Regions from separate parts of the Mus musculus genome. Here all the other regions are linked to region 2. The links are chromatin contacts, called in public promoter capture Hi-C maps. All regions are on one chromosome and are shown on one strand. The core of a region is the stretch at or near the end of the contact, and the rest is flanking DNA. Distances in the headings are between cores, read along the strand shown. Region 1 holds the start of Prss57 (protease, serine 57). Region 2 holds the start of Mex3d (mex3 RNA binding family member D). Region 3 holds the start of Misp (mitotic spindle positioning).

Region 1 (2,700 bases), core at 11-2,510, 600 kb before region 2:
GATGAGACCTCGCCTAAGAGTGAGTGTGTGTGTGTGTGTGAGAGAGAGAGAGACAGACAGACAGACAGACAGAGACAGAGACAGAGACAGAGACAGAGACAGAGACAGAGACAGAGACAGAGACAGAGATGAGACAGACAGACAAAGCCAGTCCCAGGCACCCTCAGCACCACATAAGCATGGTGTAGCAGTGCAGGCCTGCTGTTTCAGAACTCTGGAAGTGGAGGCAGGAGGATCAGGAATTCAAGGTGATTCCCTTTTCAGCTGCCCAGCTATTTCAAGGTGCCTGGACCACGAGAAACCCACTTTACTTAAGAGAAATAGAGGGGACCAAGTGGTGGGGCACACCTTTAATCCCAGTGCTTGGGAGGCAAAGGCAGGCAGATTTCTGAGTTCGAGACCAGCCTGGTCTACAAAGTGAGTTCCAGTACAGCCAGGGCTACACAGAGAAACCCTGTCTTGAAAGCAAACAGATAGACAGACATGGATGGATGGATGGATGGATGGATGGATAGATAGATAGATAGATAGATAATTAAAGACTGAGGCTAGGAGACCTTTTGGGCCTGTGATAGGTTCAGCAGGCAAAGGCACATGCTACCAAGCTTGACAATCTGAGTTTAATCCCAGGAACCCCTATGGTAGAAGGACAGAATCGACCCCTGCAAGTTTTCCACTGGTTGTGACAAGCACTATCTACATGTACTCTCTCAAAATAAATAAATGTAATTTTTAAAAAATAGGAGGCTTGGAGAAATGGCTCGTTATTTAAAACCCCTGGCTGGTCTTACTGAGGACTTAGATTCTAATGCCAGCATCTACATGATTGTTGGAACCGACTGTAAATTCCAGGGGATCTGATGCCACCTTCTGGTTCCTCCAGGTACTGCAGGCATGCAAACATACAGGCAAAACACTAATACACACAAAAATAAAAACAAAACAAAACAAAAGCTAGGAAGCCCAGTCTCCACGATCTTGTACCTGAGGTGGCTGAAGTCCCTACTGGCTGCCCCACCCCCACCCCATAGCCTCCTGCCTGAGCAAGAGTACACGTGCATCCTGTGTGGGAGCCTGGTCACCTTGGGTAGGGTCTAATGGCCATTTGGAGTTCTCACCAGGGAGCCACATGAGCTGGGTCAGGGCAGCTGCTGTAGTCAGCACCAGACAGTGCCAGCCTCCTCTTGTCCCAGGCACCATAGCTGTAGAGGATGGCATCTTTCTGGTGAGGTCTGCAGGTGCAGGAGGCACCCAACGGTTCAGTCCAGAAAGTTGTTCCGGGTCTGTGGTCTGTGGTCAGAAGGTGGAGCAGGCACTTCTGGAAATCAGGGGAGGCCACGTTACTGTTTCTTGTCTCCAACTGTGCTGCTCATGAAAACCCAGAAGTTTAGAAACAAGATTGGTTTGTGAGCTCAAACTCCCCTTGTACCTTCCTACTAGATTATCTGGCCACTGAACGCATTCAGACCTTCTCAGGGGACAGTCATCCTGGAAGCACCAACTCTGCTTATCTGTCTGTCCCCAGCCAGGTAGCCCAGGAGCAAGCACCTTGACCCTTGACCTCAGTTTCCCCATCATGAACCTGAGGTCAGTGAGGACCATAAAGCTAGTTCTTTGGGGAGGGCTCTGAGTTGGGCTGACTTTATTGCTTTTACTGAGGTCCTACTGTATACCATACTTCCTTGGAAGAACTGGGGACATAGCAGAGAGTGACCCTAAGGTCTGGAGTCCAGAGACCACCCATCAGGATATGTGCTGGGCTTGGGTTTCCTCGTGGTGGGGACCTTTGGGAGAGAAAGTTCAGTTATCTGGCCTCTAATTCAATACGCTCTTGAACTAGCTATCCAGCTGAGAATAGCCCTGAACGCCTGCCTGCCTCTCCCTCCTCTATCCTCCAAGTGCTAAGGCCACAGGTGTTGTCTACCATGGACCCACGTAAGGTGGGAACATAAGCTTCCCCTAGGTTGTGAGATGGAGCCCAGAGCACACACTGGCTGGGCTTGTACTGGTCCATGCTTGTTAGCAGATGCTGCAGCTTTAATTAAGTCTGCTACAGGCTATGCCCTAGTTGGCCTGTAGGACCCACCCCAGGGCTGATGCAAATGGTAGGTACCTAAGAGCAGAGAGGGGCTTGGGTGAACTCAGGGTGCACAGTGGTCCCAGACAGCTCAGGAAGGGGAGAGGGCTCAGGGTCAGCAAGGGCATCCTGCAGGAGAAGGCACTGTTGTCTTAGCAACAACCTCCCAAAAGGGTCACTCCATCCCCCACTGAGGATGCAGGGGGAAGCTCTGCACCATTGGCCTTTGAGGGAGCCAGGGCTCAGGAAGGTAGTAGTGACCAGACACAGAGCAGGAGGGGAAGGAGGGAGAGACCCCAGAGAGCCAGGGCCAGAGGAACATAAGAGAGTAACAGAAACAGGTGAAGGTGGAATGAGACAGAGAGGGAGGGGAAGACAAAGACAGAGATAAGGACAGAAAGAAAGCCAAGCCTGAAGAGGATGCATACCTTTAACTCCAGCTCTCTGGAGACACTGGCAGATGGGTCTCTGAGATTAAAGCCAGCCTGTTTTACAGAGTGAGTCCTTGCCAAACAAAAAGCAAGCAAGCAAGCAAACAAACAAACAGAAAGCAGGTCTGGGGAGAAGGCTTAGCAGTTTAGAGCACTGGCTACTCTTCCAAAGGACCTGGGTTTGGTTGATAG
Region 2 (2,700 bases), core at 43-2,542:
CCCAGCTATGGCACATGGACTGTGGTTGTCCCTAGGAACCCAGACAAAGGCCGCGGTTGTGGCCACAGCTTGGGCAGTGCCCAACTTCTGCAGCAGCCGGCAGCTTTGAACAAAGGCGCCAAGAAATCCACCGAGGCCTAGATTCCACACGGGGCGTGTCCCTGGGGTCTCCTGGTCACATTCACCCTGGGCTAGAACGGGCCACAGCTTGTCCCTTCCTCCCACCAATACATACGTGCCCCCCTCAATATTTATCCAGGAGAATAAGCGCGCCCCTGCACTCCTCGACGGCAGCCACTCACCCTGACGACCCACGATCTCCGCGACATGCTCCGAGCTGGGCACCGGCACACACTCGGTCATGTTCACGCTTTTCTTGCGACTCCCGATCACGTTCAACTGCTCAGCCAGCAGCGTCGAGGGACCCAGGGCAGCCGGGTGTGGCGCGAAGCTGGCGAACACGTCTGGGGGTGATGGCCGGGGGCTCACGTCGGGGTCCAAAAGAGGCAGCCCGCCGGGGGCCACCGAAGAAGCCACGGCCATCGTGGGTGCCAGGGTCACCGAGGGTGTCAGTGCCATTGAGGGTGCCACCGTCACCGAGGGTGCCACAGCCATGCAGGGTGCACAAGTCACCGAGGGTGCCAGGGCCATCGAGGGTGCACTGGTCACCGAGGGTGCCAGGGCCATCGAGGGTGCACAAGTCACCGAGGGTGCCAGGGCCATCGAGGGTCCCACGCCCATCGAGGGCGCACCAGTCACCGGGGGCGCCACGGCCACCTCGAGCTCGTCGGGGGGCGCGGGCTCATCCTCTCCGCATTCTGTCGCCCCGTCCGCGCTGCGTGTCGCCATCCCTTCATCTCCGGGGCGCGCGCCCCCCAGCCCGAGCGCGGACAGCTGGTCCAGCGCCAGGCGCAGCGCAGCGGCCGCGTCGTCGGGCTCGGGTGGCGGCCGGGGCGCGGCATCCTCGGCTCCCGCGAGTGCAGGGTGCGGATGCCCGGGGTCGCCGGCGGTGGTCCCGGTTCCCGCGCCGCCCGCGTCGGGCTGCCCGGTGGAGCCCGGCATGGCTTTAGCGCTCGGGCCCGCGCCGCCGCCGCCGCCCGCGCCGCCCTCCGCGTCTGCGAGCTCGGCCGCCGGCCGCCGGCATCCAGCGGCGGGGCGGGGACGGCGGCGCGGGGATGCTGCGGGGACGCGGGGCTGCGGGGCGGTGGCGCTGTGGCAGGGCTGGCGGCGGCTCCTGGGCGGCCGAGGCGGCGGCGGCGGCGGCGGCGGCGGCGGCGGTGGCACGGGACGCTCGTGCCCTCCCTCCCTCCGCCCTCCCGCCGCCCCGCCCCGGCCCCGCCCCGCGACGTCACCGCGGCCAACAATGGGCAACGCCGCTGCGCACGCGCGGGCCGGGCCGGCAGTCACGTGTTTGCCCCGCCCCCGCCCAGGGTGCGGACCCTCCCCTTCCTCCTCCCTCTCCCCCTCCCCCTGGCCCGCCCGCACGTGCGGGAGGCGCCACAGGTGGGTCGGCGGAGCCCGCAGTTCTGAGCCACCTTGGTGCGTCCCGGGGATATGGGGAGGGTCGTGTGCTCCAGGAGCCCTCGCCATCACCCCTGGCTTCCCCGGCCTCCTCCCAGTGCCCGCCAGGGGACCTTCGGGACCTCTATCAGGGATCACTTGGCGGCCACACTGTGTTTCCCCTTCCCCGATCCCACAAAATCATCTCTGTGCTCAAAAGTGTGGAGTCCCCCTCCTGTGTCTTTCTTCTCTAGTCAGTCCTCGCTCTTCGAGAGCAGGGAAATCCTCCCCGTGTGCCTGGAGACCTTGGGGACCCTCTGGCAGGGATCACCTCGCAGCCACACGGTGTTTTCTTTCACATCAGCCCCTACACTGTGACTACATCGTAAAGGCAATATTCTCTAGTACCTGGCTTGCCCCAGGCTGTCCTTGCCCTCCAGAAGCCGGGGATTTCTACCTATGTGCACCTGGGGACTCTCTAGTTTAGGGTACCACACTGACTCTGGTCCCCCACCTCACCCTCAGTCATGGAACCCACTCTGAGTAACAGGGTGGCGCCAGCTCCTGTGCTGTGTTCTTCCAGCTGGTTCTGTCCTCCTCCTGACGACGGCGCCTCTATCCCAAGCACATTTAATGACTTGGGGACCCATTCCCCGAGTCACGTCCTTCCTGGCATGGTGTCTGGGCAGCCAGAGGTCCCTTTCCCCAAGTCAAGCCTTTCCCAACAGCTCATCCTTGGGGGTGGAGGGGGTTGTGTACACCCAAACTTAGACATAAGCACTTAGAACTTGTGGGGTGAATCGCTTCCCAGCAGACACTGCCCATAATCATTTGAGACGACCCTCACTGGAGATGCTGGGCTCTGAGGAAGGCAGCCTCTTCCACAGGCTCTGCCTACCTCCAGGGCCATACTGTCCCCAGCTGTTGCATATACCTCAGAGTTCCTGTTGAGATTTCTCATGAACAGGGAACAGGATGGACCTTGTCTGGGTCCTTGCCTACAGCTGACTGCAACCTCAGGTCAGTTGTGTCCCAGGGTCTGGGGCAGAGGCCGCTCCATTCTGCAGCGTTCTTAGCCACAACAGTGCCCCTCCCCCAATCCATGCCTTCCTGTCACTTTTACAACCATCATGAACACAAGTGCAGGTTGGAACACAGAGTGTCCTCACACCCCCAGTGTGTTAGTTCTTCTGCCCAGAA
Region 3 (2,809 bases), core at 175-2,674, 570 kb before region 2:
ATGCTCCACACTCAAACCCAGCAGCCCGGCCCTCCCCGGCGCCTGCCCACCCTCACCCTCCGCCTCACAGGCCCCAGACACGTGTGTGATCCCTATGCACCTCGAGTCTCGGGTGGGGGGTGCTCTGCCCGTCACCACACTCCACACTCACCCCGAACCTCTGAGCCGTGGGTCACCCCTTGGTGAGAGACAGGCCAGCCCATATCAGCCCCTCTAAGAATGGGGACCCCTCAGTCCAGGTCACAGCAGGTTTACACAGGCGGCTTATGCCCACCGTGGTCCCAGCCTGGTGTCCCCTTGCCGCCCCAGGCCAGCCTGTCTGTGCCTTATCGTTACTTTTGGGGAGTCTTCGAGGGGACCAGAAAGGGTCTCCCTGGCCAAGGCGCCAGCGACCTAATGTGGGCAGGTGGAGTGAGGCCACAGTTCTTTGGGGACTCAAAGTCTTGAAGTTCTAGGGAGGAGGATGGGCACCTGTGGATCCCCTCCCATAGGTAGCAGAGCTCAAAGCAGGGGAAACTCTTCACCGGGGATAGAACAATCACCCGCAGGATGGAGTCATTGTTGGCCAGCCAAGCCACTCCCTGTCCTGAGTCCCACCCCCACCCCCACCATGCACACACTGGGCCCTTCTTCCTGGTGCTAATTTTGGGAGCTTTGGGGTCACCTCTGCCCTCTTCTCTAGTTGGTTTGGACCAGGGTCCTGGGTTTCCCACATACCCCCATACCCTAGAAGTCAGTGGGTATGTCTGCCAGCGCCACAAAACCTAGCATATCCAGGCAGGTTTAGGCTGCTCCACACACACTTTGGGTGGGAGTAAGGGACCCCCCCCCATCTGCCACCTGGCCTGACGGGAGCCTGGCAGAGGGTCACCAACCTTCGGGCAGGCAGCAGTAGCCACTTTGGTCCCCAGAGGCACAACCCTGCACACAGGAGCTGACTCAACTTCAAAGGACCACGCCTGGTCTAGGTCCCTTTCCTTGGGACCCCAGCCTGGTGTGCAGCAGGGTGCAGGGCCTCCTGCGGGCCCCGTCACTACCCGCAGCTACAGTAGGGGCTCAAGCAGAGGCCACGGGGTCTGTGTCCTGTCCTTCCCGTGGCCTGGAGGAGAGGCGCACTTTCCTGAGGGTGAGCTATGGCCGTGGTCATGGCACCCCCGTCTTCCTCCTCCTTTGAGTCTGCCTGAGTTCCTCAAGCCCTGAGCCTCGGCTGAAGTGCCCTTGCTGCCCCCTTCTGCTTTTGACGTGTGGCAAGGCCCCGCCCTTCACCCCCATGTTCTTGACTTTCCCAGAGAAACAAATTAAAAAAAAAAAAAAAAAAAGTGTGTAGAGCCAGGTTGCTGAAGTTCTTGGGTTTCACCTGGGCGGGAAGGGGTGCGGCCTCCTAGTGGTGGAGCCATAAAAAGGCTGGGTCCTGTAGAGCACAGGAGAAACTTCTCCCCTGCGGCTGCTGCAGCCCTCACTGGGCATTTTCGCCAGGACTCTGCGGCACCTGGTCAGGTAAGCGACAGCTGTGGCCAGCCACCCCCACGGGCCTCGGTCTCCACATCTTCCACACCCATGTCCTTGGGCTGTGATGTTGAGAGTAGAGAGGTCCTCACAGATAGCCCACAAGTTCTGAGCCAGGTTCTGCATAGTAGAGGAGTACCCCCCTTTTTTTTCATGTTTTTTTTTTTTGGAGAATTTTTTTTCCTTTGGCCTCAGTTGCCCTATCTGTATAAAATAGATGTCTAGGAGTCCTGTGTTCCCAACACACTGGGTATTCCAGACTTGAGTAAAAGGCCTATAACCAAGCTGACCTCAAACTCTTTAAGTAATCCTCCTGCATTAGTTTCCTGAGTACTGAGATGTCAGGTGTGTGGGCTCAATCAGAGGCCCTTTCAGGACTCAGTTTCCCCATGAAAGGTGGTTGGTATGGTGGAGTACCTACGATGTACGGAGGGAGGTGCTAATTCAAATCCATCCGACCTGTGGGACTGGATATGCACTGCACTTCAATGCCCACTTCTGCTAAATAGGGATGAAGGGGCCCAAGGGGGCTTTGGGAAAACTGCTGTCTCAACCCTGGCTTTGACTGTCTCCTCGATGGTAGGTGATGGGCACCACATCTGTCAAGGGCCCCTGGAGTCCAGCTGGGGGACCACGGACTGGAGGGAAGAAGGGAAGACAAGAGATTCAGAGGGACCTCACAAGCCCGCCCACGGGAGGCCAGGAACCCCAGCACTATGCCCAGGCCCCACACACAGGCCGTGGGCTGCCAGAGGGGTATGGTGGGGTCTGACCTGTTCGGTCCGTGTTCCTGGGCGTTTTACATGATTACCTTTGAGTTTTTGAGAGAGGTCTCACTCTGTAGCCAAAGTTGACCTCAAACGAATAGCAATCCCACTGCCTCAGCCTCCTGAGTACTGGGGTGTAGGCCTCTTTCTCTGTACCTGGCTTCGCGCTGGGTGTTTCTGAAGGCGTCATCGTTTCATATGAAATTTTCTGTGAATGTGACAGGGAGAATTCCCATTTCCTGGATGAGTAAGGGAGGGTCAGAGGGTTGGGGAGGAACCAGCCGGAAGCCCCACAGACCCCCTTCTAGAGAGCAGCAATTCGAGACCCAGGCCCTGAGTTTCCTAATCCTGCCGTGGTATCTGCTAGTCTGGAAACATCGTGCACATCTGTCCTTCAGCCTGCCTGGATCAAATAGGGCATTGATCGAAAGAAGAGACAGAGATTCAAAGGGGTCCCACAAGCTAGCCCAGGCTTGGGATTCAGTCTCCTCGTTCCGCAGGGATGCACCCCGCCTCAGTCAGCAGGACTTGGGAAG

What was found. Promoter capture Hi-C pulls out the DNA fragments that hold promoters and counts their contacts.
Region 1: a promoter capture Hi-C map of fetal liver shows a contact between it and region 2, with 6 times the contacts expected there. The contact joins the promoter of Prss57 here to the promoter of Mex3d in region 2. A contact is called at or near these places in 4 of 39 promoter capture datasets (embryonic stem cells, fetal liver, pre-B cells and 1 more), 2 of 484 Hi-C or Micro-C datasets (CD8 T cells and embryonic stem cells) and 1 of 115 datasets of contacts at active chromatin or transcription factors (pancreatic cancer cells).
Region 3: a contact with region 2 is called in a promoter capture Hi-C map of pre-B cells, with 2.9 times the contacts expected there. The contact joins the promoter of Misp here to the promoter of Mex3d in region 2. A contact is called at or near these places in 3 of 39 promoter capture datasets (embryonic stem cells, hippocampal neurons and pre-B cells), 1 of 115 datasets of contacts at active chromatin or transcription factors (double positive thymocytes) and 3 of 9 other capture datasets (adipose tissue, embryonic stem cells and liver).

Annotation. Positions count from the first base shown.
Region 1 is chr10:79,787,725-79,790,424 of GRCm38.p6, forward strand. It overlaps Prss57 (protease, serine 57), which reads right to left and starts at 1,261. Exons shown (of 5, transcript NM_001042710.1): 1 at 1,119-1,261. The coding sequence starts at 1,218.
Region 2 is chr10:80,386,359-80,389,058 of GRCm38.p6, forward strand. It overlaps Mex3d (mex3 RNA binding family member D), which reads right to left and starts at 1,293. Exons shown (of 2, transcript NM_198615.2): 1 at 303-1,293. The coding sequence starts at 1,062. It overlaps Gm30823 (a long non-coding RNA gene), which reads left to right and starts at 1,402. Exons shown (of 3, transcript XR_380610.3): 1 at 1,402-1,539.
Region 3 is chr10:79,819,597-79,822,405 of GRCm38.p6, forward strand. It overlaps Misp (mitotic spindle positioning), which reads left to right and starts at 1,425. Exons shown (of 5, transcript NM_030218.2): 1 at 1,425-1,497. Palm (paralemmin) reads left to right here. Exons shown (of 9, transcript NM_023128.4): 9 at 1-1,300.